2 separate regions of the Mus musculus genome follow, and region 2 is linked to region 1. Evidence: chromatin contacts called from public HiChIP or PLAC-seq data. All regions are on one chromosome and are shown on one strand. The core of a region is the stretch at or near the end of the contact, and the rest is flanking DNA. Distances in the headings are between cores, read along the strand shown. Region 1 holds the start of Tex2 (testis expressed gene 2). Region 2 overlaps Pecam1 (platelet/endothelial cell adhesion molecule 1).

Region 1 (4,900 bases), core at 1,998-4,497:
CTACCACTGTCCATCTAAGCTAAGACCACTGACTATAAGACCACCAATATTTCACACACCTAAAAACGTCTCATGTGCCACACTGTAAGGCTCTGTAAATCTTGGCTGTTGTCATGAACACTACAGTGATACAAATTGCATTGTCTTGGTGTTGCGACGCCCGTGAATACTGTCTCGACAGGTGAAGAGACTGAGGTACACAAAGACAGCAATTTCCCCAAGGTCACCAAGCTGGTGAGCAGACACACTGGTGATGCAGTCCCAGAAAGCTGGATTACCTCTCCCCCAGACTTCCTAAGGACCACCCCCACCCCGCCCCAAAATTCCACCACACAGAGGCAGGACACCAGATGCTGACTGTTCACAGACACAGCACAGCAGCTCATTAGCCAGAGCCAAGCCTGACCTGTCATATGGACGCTGCCCTAAGTTAACTCTCGCAAACTCCACTTGGCTCCAGGAAAAGCAAAGCCGTACAGTACAATGGGAAAAGCAGGTCTTGGGTTCAAAAAGACCTACGACTTGAAAAAACACCTTTATTCAGCAGTGGCGCACAACTTTAATCCCAGCACTTGGGAGGCAGGGGCAAGTGGATCTCTGAGCTGAAGGCCAGCCTGGCCTACAGAGAGAGTTTCAGGACACTGTGTCAAAAAAAAAAAAAAAAAAAAGAAAAGAAAAGAAAAGGAAAGGAAAGGAAAGACAAGACAAGACAAGACAAGACAAGACCAAAGCCCCACCTCTTCAGCTCCAGTCAGCTTCTGCTCTGGGAGAGAATCAAAGAATCCAAAACCCCTGTGACCTCAACAAGCCCTAAGTGGGACTCTTAGAAGATACTAAGGGTCAAACCGGAGACAGAATTCCTTGAAGGAAAAAAGGAAAAGGATGGAAAGAAAACCTTGAGGGCAGCATTCTGCAATGATCTTCCTAATTTGTGAATTAATGAACTCGTAAGAAAAAGGGAAAGACAAGACGCCTAACATCAAGACACTGGCCAACAAACATAAAGATGAATATAATTTTGTATTGAACCTGACACAGAAACTGGCCTTTGAAGATTCAGTTTGCTATCAAAGTAATCTGAGGCAGAAAGATTTCTCCCTCTCTGTTTTTATTGAGTAACATTCTGTATATTTCTCTCTTCCTACTTCAAGGGCCTCAGAAAACAAGAGCTTTTGACTTTGATGGAACTCCTTCCTCCTCCTCCACCCCTACCACAGCCACAAAGCCTAGCAGATTCTAGCACATCACAGACTCTCAATAAAAAGTTATCAAATAAATATTTTTGACTCTGGGCAATGTCTTTGTTCATAAAATCCTACAGTTAGTCTTAGTGTCATCAGGCTGAGGAGATGGCTCAATTGGTAGCGGGCTTGCCTACCACACATGAAGCCCTGGCTTTGATTCCAACACCACACAAACCTGGTGTGGAGACGCAGGACAGAAACCCTAGCGCTCAGGAACTGGCAGCAAAAGGATCAGACATTCAATGTCTATCTCAGCTAGGAACAAGGCCAACCTGGGATATGAGAGACCTTTTCTCAAAATACATACATACATACATACATACATACATACATAATACACACATACTACATACACACACATAGGAGGTTGGGGGCAGCCTAACCTTTGCTGCCTTTCCTAGAAGCAGTCTAAGAACATAACCTCTAATCACATACAGTGGTCTAGCATCGGCTAGTGGTCTAGCATCGGCTACAGCTCTCACTTCTCGCCACTCAGCCCAAACTGTCCTTCCTCGCCTATCCTTTACTACCTGTCAGTGAACTTCATCACCTCCACGTTCTAATCTGAATCTCCTTGCTCATCTCCTTTCCTGAAGACACACGTACAAGGATGTGCAGTCCCCCAGAGCCCTCCTCTATCCCTCTCCAAGCCTTCATGTCCCCTCCCTGGGAGCCCAAGGAGCAAAGATCAGCCACACTCTGGCTTCATTCTCGTAGCCTGAAGACATTTATCTGTTTGGAAGACTCTGAAAAGATACTGAAACCATTTAAGGGTTGGGAAAAGCTAACAGAAACGTTTCTCACCGGCCAATAAATCCAGACCCTTCAAACTCCCTTCCCCAAGCGCCAGAGATCACTTGTCCCTCAGTTTCCCTTGTTATTTTCCACATACAATTCACTTTCTCTTTGGATTTAATCTAGCTCCTGAAAAGACAATTCCTCTCAATTGAGCAATGGTGTCAAGACATTTGGACCTCACACCGGAACAGGACACAACCTGTGTCTTCAGGTTGTCACACTTTTCCTTTAACTCTAAAAAAATATGTCCTCCTCATCTATGAAATCTAATGACAAAGTAAGTACTCCTTAGCTCTAAGGGGAAAAAAAAGAGCGAGGGTGTTTAACAGACTTTGCCCTTAAATTTGATGCCGTGTAACCATAACAACTGATGGTTTAGGTAACCATCAACCCACTGAGGGGCTAAGTTTTCCAAAAATCGTTTTTCAGTGGGGGAAAAACTCCCTTGCACCAACTCCCGCGCGTAGAGTCGGCACTCCGGAGTGGCATGTGGTGCAATGGAGCCGGCAGCTCCTGTCCCTGCATCGGTCCCCCGGTCTCCACCACCGTCATCTCCATGCTCCCAGCGGGGCAGCTAGCGTTAGGCCTCAGCCCAATGTCACTTGTTAACCTTCCGATCTCCCCGGTTTTTGGTACGCCGCCACCTCCCTTTGAAAGCACACAAGCCACCCCTCGGTCCCCGGTGTCCGCCAGGAGTTGGGAGAAAAACAAGCGAGGCGCCGACAGCCACTGACAGATTCGCGCAAAAGTAACCGCGCTCCTCCATTCCCAAGCTTCTCCCACGGTGGCCCAGGGGGCGGAGGACGGCAAGGGCCCCACGCACAGAGGTGACAAGTGTTTTCCTTCAACGAGCGTGTGAATGCTGCTTTCCCGGACCCACACCGAGCCGCGGACGCTAGGCTGGGACCTGACGGCTTGCACCTCCCGCCCCGGGGCGACTCCGCCCTGCCCGGCCCCCAAGCAGGGAAGGTCTCTCCCGGGGCCACCCATGCCGGCGTCCCGAGCCCTGGTAGTGTGGAAGGGACCGAGCCCCGCTGCGCCAACGGCTGCGGGAGCTGCCGGTGTCCCGTAGCCGGGCCACCCAGTCAGGGCCTGCTCCGCCCGTCGCCCCACCTGGCCCGGAGCGCGCTCACCCCGGATCCGCTGGCTGCCTCATCCTACTACACCGGCGCCCGTACTTGGCGGCCGCCGCGGCTCCTGCTCCAGCTCCAGCTCCGGCTCTGGCTGGGGCCGCCGTGCTGCTGCCCGCCCGCCCCCGGGCACCGGCCGTCCCGCCCCGCCGGCGGACCCGCCCCGCGGCCGCGGCCCCCACCGCCCAACCACAGGGCGGAGGGGGCGGGGCCAGCCGCGCACCAGACATGACCAATCCAGCCAGTGCCGCGCGCCCGCGACGGGCCTGGAGGATCGGCCAGCGATCGGTCAGGGCTGTTAAAGGGGCTGCGGCGCTGCGGACTGGAAAGAAGGGGAGGCCGCGAAAAACTGCGGGTTACCTGGCAGAATCCCAGTGGGAGGAGCGAGCGTTGCACTCTCCCAATTGAAACTGAGGCGCTTTCCCCAGCTCTTTGCATTTCTTAATTTCCTCTTCCTGCAATTTAGCAACAAGTGCCTCCAAGCCGTGAGGGAAACTGTCTGGCTAGGCAGATTCTTAGGAACAGAGGTCTTAGGAGGACGTCGGACTTTATCAATCCCTGCTAGTTCCAGAAACTGGATGTCTGAGCTCCTCCTCCACACCTGACCGTAACAACCAATCGCAAACTGATTAGTAGAATTAGCGCCTAGAATTCGTGTGACGTAAATATATCATATATTATGATCTTGGGTTTTTTTTTAATACAGGGTCTCCTGTAGACTAGGCTGTTTTCAGAATTGATATGTAGCTGAAGATAGCCTTGAACTCTTAGCCTCCTGCCTCTGCCTCTACCGCTATGACTATAGGCATACACCACTACACCTGGATAACATAAGTTTACCTTAGAGGGATCGTGTCTAGGGCCCAGATAAAGGAAGGTGACTTTTAAAAATGAGTTCTCGCTTAAAATGTGCTTGGAATGGTGGAGGCTATTTTTACACCCATCAGTTCCTTACAGGGTAAAGGGAGGGGTGGAGGGGGCAGAGGGTAGGCAGGTCCCGCAGGTCCCTCATAGCACAGGGGCAGGTTGTGAGAGTGTCTTTGCTTATCAACTTTGCCTTCTAAATGAGTGGGTCCCAAACTTCAGCATCAGCCCATCCCAGAGGACTCTAGCATGTCTCAACTTTGCAATGACTGGGTCTGGGCCGTTTATTTTTCAACATTCTTTCCCCAGGAGATTCCAGTAGGGGGCGCTCTGGGGGGGCATGCTTTTTTTTTTTTTTTTTGGTTTTTCAAGACAGGGTTTCTCTGTGTAGCCCTGGCTGTCCTGGAACGCACTCTGTAGACCAGGCTGGCCTCAAACTCAGAAATCCGCCTGCCTCTGCCTCCCAAGTGCTGGGATTAAAGGCGTGCGCCACCACGCCCGGCTAGGGGCCATACTCTTTCGAGTCTCTCATTGCTGTGAAATTAAAACTCAACCGGCGGAAAATAAAGCTAGATTCCTCTGTACAATCAAAATCCATGATATGTTTGGGAGACTTGCTAGTCAGTAAACCTAGAGACCAAAAAGGAGCTCAGACTGGCCCCCTGCATGTGACACAGCACGAACTGAATGTTGACGGGCTCTAGACGCAACAGATGACAGCTGGAACTCCTCCAAGAGGAAAGGCAAGGCTGTGACCTAGCACATAAGGAAGTCAGTCTTGTTCTCTGACCAGTGAGATAATGCATAAGCATTTAATGGCAAACACACCCTCCCATGGCCCGCACTAGGACCAGTCAACCCCAG
Region 2 (5,089 bases), core at 2,016-4,515, 62 kb after region 1:
CCTACACAGAGAAACTCTGTCTCAAAAAAACCAAAAGAGGGTTTTGGGGGACGGTGATAAAGAGTTGATGCTCTTTTTGGCTTTCCCCCACCCCTCTGCCCACTCTCAAGGCCCCATTACTGATTCTAGCACAGACCCTCCCACTCTGGGAATCAGGGGCCCCTCACTCACTAGGGTCGACCTTCCGGATCTCACTGTACACCGTCTCTGTGGCTCTCGTTCCCAGAGCTGGAAAGGGAACCAGGCACAGGTCAGTAGCTGCCTTGGAGCCCCAGGCTAGCCCACTGCTGTACCTTCCCGACACCCAACGCTGCCCCGTCGAGAAGCCCCACACCGAGTATATCATCATTCCCCAGCTTCAGAAGTTCAGACCTAACCAGAGGCTCCTAGACACTGAAAGTAGGTCAGTAGGCCACTGTGTGAAGAGCCCGGCTGCACGAAGACTCTGCACAGACCCAAAGTCCCTAGCCCAGTCACCCACCCCCCTTTCCCTGCCACGGAGACCCTGTGTCAGCTGCCCTACCAGGACCTGCCTATCAGGGCTCTGCTATGTACAGCCTCACAGCCACTGGGAGTTGGGGGGGGGGGTGGATCCCAAGAATTAGAATTGGATCCTGAGGTCTGGGTTGGAGTCTGGCATGAGCAGCAGCCATACAGACAGGACAACAGCCACTTACAGATAGAGCTTGCTGAGCTGCCTGCCTCTGGTGTCAACATCTAGGCTCACTACAGAATCTAAGTGAAGCACGCTGGGGCCTGGCCTGGCATGAGTTTGTTCTGTGTTGGGGTTTTTTTGTTTGTATTGTTATTGTTGCTTAAAACAGTTTCATGTAGCCCAGACTGGCCTTGAATTTGCTGGATAGCCTAGGCTGGTCTTGAACTCCTGATCCTCCAGCCTTCATCTCCCAAGTCCTGGGATTATAGACCTGCACCATTACGCCTAGGTACACGGGTGTACTCTGCATGGTCTTGAACCTATAGCCAGTGTCATAATTCTCTGGCTTAGACCTTCAGAATAGAAGACAAGGCTACCTGTTTATTTCATATTGAAATATGTTCAAGGATGTGTATATACAGGTGTTGTGTACACTCACAGAGTATGCACACACTATACATACTTGTACACAGTATCCAGACTCACACAGAGAATGCACTCATGTATATACAGACATACGTATATCTAGAGACACCGAGGAAGCAGGACAAAACCGGAACACATCCTAGGTTTCTGATACTTGCAGGGAAGACCAGGAAGTCTCCTTGCACAGCTGGATGGGTTTGGGCTAGCCCCCTCCTCTGCCTATCTCCCTCAGAGAGCCTGAGATGTCCTGCCACATGCTGTCCTTATTGCAGATGCCTGGGGCCCCACATGGATTCTAACTACACCAAAGATACTTTCTCACTTTGCTGTGAGGCCACTCCTACAGTGACCTCTTCCTTTCTCTGGCCTCTGAGCCCTTCCATTTCTGACGCGGTTCCTTCTCTTGCAGCATCACCCCAACAGCCATATGCATATATACCCCCAATATTTGCATCTTCTGTGCCCTGAGCTGTTCCATGGGCTCTTGTGACCCCAGAGCAGTTTGGTGACATTTACCCAAAGCATGCTTGCTTTCTTTGTTCCCACAGTTGTCTGCCCTGGTGGATTCCCAAGGTCTTATAGAGCAAAGGCCCAGCTTAGGCTCCACCCCACCCCACCAGTCAGGCTTTGCATAGTCTTCCAGTCAGTCTTGGCTATCCCTAGCATTGTCTGCAAGGTAATGAAGGAAAAGCATCAGCCCAGGCCCTGAAGCATTGCCGACCTTGAACTTCAGAAGGTCGAGGCACAGTTAGCCCCTTCCTGAGATTTCCTGTCTATGTAATAAGGAGCACGCCACAGGACTGGTAGGTAGGCTGTGGGACTAAAGTCTAGGTTTCTCATTAGACACTGGATGTGGGTGGCTGTATAAATCCTGTATGACAGAGAAAGGCCAGGAGTGGTCCACATCATCACAGCAGAACTTGGGGCACCCAGAATGATGAAGGCGTTGCAGAAGGAATTAAAGTCACTTCCCAAGGCAGGAGTTGGAGGTCAGTAAAGTAGCTGAGATCCCAGTTCCCCAGTGTAAAGACATCTGCCTAAGAGAACTATTGAGAAACAACAGGATCCCATGCAAGCAGAGACTGAAACTCCAGGCGTCTCCAAGACGCCTTCTACACACCAAGAGATCCATTTAACGACTGTACACATCTCCTATGTGACCTCAACCACTAAAGAAGAAAATGTAGATCCGGTTCTAGCTTTCAGGTGCTCTAGGCTTCAGGGAAGACAGATGTGCCAAGAATGTTAATGAGCTGAAGATGTGGTTCAGTGATACAGTACCAGCTCAGCATGTGCAAGGCTCTGGGTTCAAGCCCCAGTGCAAGCAAACAAATAAACAAACAAATACCACAGGGCTGGGAGATGGCTCAGTGGGTAAGAGCACTTGCTGCACAAACGTAAGAACCTGAGCTGGAATCCTGAACCCAAATCCCAGACAATCTGGGGCATAGCTGTAGGCACCTATAACCCCAGCAATTGTTAGGGGCAGAGGTAAGAGGGCTGACTGCTAGGGTTGGCTGGCTGCCAGCCTAGATCCAGGATCAGCAGGAGACTGTCTCAAAAGAATAAGGTAGTGGGAGACTGAGCATAAATTAGACACCTGACATAAATTAGAGTCCATGACTTCTGCATGTACTCAGAGACAGGTGTATCCTAACACACAACACACACACACACACACACACACACACACACAGCTAAAAATAACTGCGTGATAACTGCTATAAGATGTCGTCCATAAGAAGCAAGTCTAGACCTTCCTCTGCCCTAGCCTAACAAGGAGCTAGGATAGAAGGGACATGAATTGGGATGAGGGTGAGGTGAGGGCTGGGTGGGCTGGGCAGCCAAACATGGGTGGGGTTAGCCTGGACATCTTGTGAACTCCACTGTTCCAGGTACCTCTCTGGTCTCCTTGGCAACAGTTTGATATTCTCTGGACCTCAGCGGCTTCAGGCTGTGCCTACCTCAAGTCAGGAAGGGATGCTTTCCACTTCTAGACTGAGCTGCATGGTCTATGCTTGCCCCTGGTTTTGCCCAGCTCAGTAAGAGGGGGTGGGGGCGGGGGTAGGGGAGGAGCAGGGTGCAGCTGCTCACTGCCCTTCCCCCTCTCATGTCTCCTTGGCAGCAGCTGCCTGCTAAAGACTAGCCCAGGCCAGGAGCTGTTTGTCTCTGCTTGTCAGAGGCGTTTCCTGATGGGTCTCTATTTTGGTTTCTGTTTTTCTCTGTGCTAACAGAGAAAGAGACGGCTCCAACGTCATGGGGTTTTCCCAGCAATTAGCCTCGGAGCAAACAGACAGCAAATCGGGATTTAATGAGTTCCTTCCCGTCCTCCTCCATCCGCAGTGACCACTTGGTGAGCTGCCAGCCAGGGTTAGATCTGGACCCGGTCCCCATAGCCTCCTCCAATTGTGTAGGATGAGAGACCTTGAGAACAGGGGACCAGGCTGGCAGGCACTAGCTCATATTTAGTCATCATTGACCTTGAACCCACAAAGCCCTTCTTTCTTCACCTAGCAATCAATGCCCTTGTCCCTGCTTGGGGGAGAACAAGGGGCCAGCACCAGTGGTCCAGACCTGAGTTCCTCACTGTCCTTCTTCAACAAGGAGGAAACACAATTTGTATCCTCTTAAGTTCCCCTTGCCACCCAAACGACCTTTGTTCTAGAATCTTCCCCAGAGCCCTGACTGGGCAACTAGTGCAAGCTGGGAAATGTAACTGATAGCTTGGCTGCAAGGGACGGCTGCAGAATCTATCGAGGGAAGCCAGAGGCAATTGCCACGGTCCCACCCTATTCTAGGAACTGCCACACTTCCTCTATTCAATCCTTCCACACTCTCAAGAAAGCAAAAGAACACCAGATACAAGGACACTCTCCCAACAAAAGGGAAATGGAGCCTTTCCCAGGGCCAGTGATGCTTCCTTCTTCCCTCTTCAGCTTTCGGAACTCCCAGCGCACAGGCACGCGCTCCCACACAAGTATCATGCACAACCCTCAGGCTGCTGCCTGCCCAGACCTGGGCCTGGACCACTGTGGGAGGATGGATTCAGCCTGGTATCCGAGCCCGGGGTGACAGGCAACTTGAGGATGTTCTGTACAGACAAGAGAGCAGGGATTTGGTCCCCTGTGCCTGGAGCTGTCAGTGTTCCCCCACCACGGTAGAATGCAGCAGTCCAGAACAGAAAGGATGGTGTAGCCGGCTCTGATCTTGCCATTCAACCCTTAAGCTAGCACCTTCCCTTACCTCTAGGAAGAAGAAAGATGTTACCTGGGTTGGCAAGCCCAGGATGCAGTCGAAGCCCAGGCTGGACCAGTGACAGCTGATACTGATCACTCTACAGTTTCATCTGTCCTGGCTTGCCTCTGAGCTCCAGACCCCTGAGCTTCCTACTCTAGGGTGTCTCACCGGCATCTTAGACTTAACCCAGTCAAACCGGATCTTATCCTCAAACACCACAGCCGTCCATGCAGCTACTCCAGCAAGAAATATAGGGACTCTGGCTCCCCAATCCTGGCCACGAGCTGTGATGGATCTCAGATGTGCACCTAGACACCATCCATTTCTGGCACCCACTATCTCTTGCACAGTGATAGCACATCTGTCTTGTTCTTCTTCAGGCCACTTCCTTGATGGTCCTGAGTTTGCTTTTGTATGTATATATGTATGTATGTATGTATGTATGTATGTATGTATGTATGTATGGTATGTGTGCAGTGGTTGTATGTCTTGGGAGGACTAACATGTATGGAGGTCTGAGAAAGACTGGGAATCTTTCTCAATAGTTCCCCAGATTTGTGACTCTATGGGACTTCTGTGTGTGCATGTATGCATGTGTGTGTGATTGCGTGTATGTGTGTGTGGTTGTGTGTCTGTGTGTGTGTGTATTCCTTAGCTTTTCTTTGATTTCCTCTATTCTGGTTTGTTCATTATTGTATTGTGTTTTACCTCATTTTTTACGGATGCCTGTTTTTTTTCTAATGAGAGAGAGAGAGAGAGAGAGTAAGAGAG

Evidence for each region. HiChIP or PLAC-seq counts read pairs in DNA pulled down with a chosen protein or histone mark.
Region 2: an H3K4me3 HiChIP or PLAC-seq map of the SCID.adh cell line shows a contact between it and region 1, with 13 read pairs. The contact joins the enhancer-like site here to the promoter of Tex2 in region 1. A contact is called at or near these places in 4 of 115 datasets of contacts at active chromatin or transcription factors (the SCID.adh cell line, embryonic stem cells and pancreatic cancer cells) and 3 of 9 other capture datasets (adipose tissue, liver and pancreatic islet).

Annotation. Positions count from the first base shown.
Region 1 is chr11:106,609,683-106,614,582 of GRCm38.p6, forward strand. Tex2 (testis expressed gene 2) reads right to left here and starts at 3,248. Exons shown (of 12, transcript NM_198292.3): 1 at 3,176-3,248.
Region 2 is chr11:106,671,571-106,676,659 of GRCm38.p6, forward strand. It overlaps Pecam1 (platelet/endothelial cell adhesion molecule 1), which reads right to left. Exons shown (of 16, transcript NM_001305157.1): 14 at 172-228. Among named protein-coding and RNA genes, the nearest start is that of Pecam1, 41 kb to the right of the region's middle. Within about 2 kb of position 3,266, at least 286 of the 459 cell types and tissues checked have an H3K27ac peak or open chromatin away from gene starts, as enhancers often do. A contact at or near this core is called in the SCID.adh cell line, adipose tissue, liver and 2 more, where this site is marked.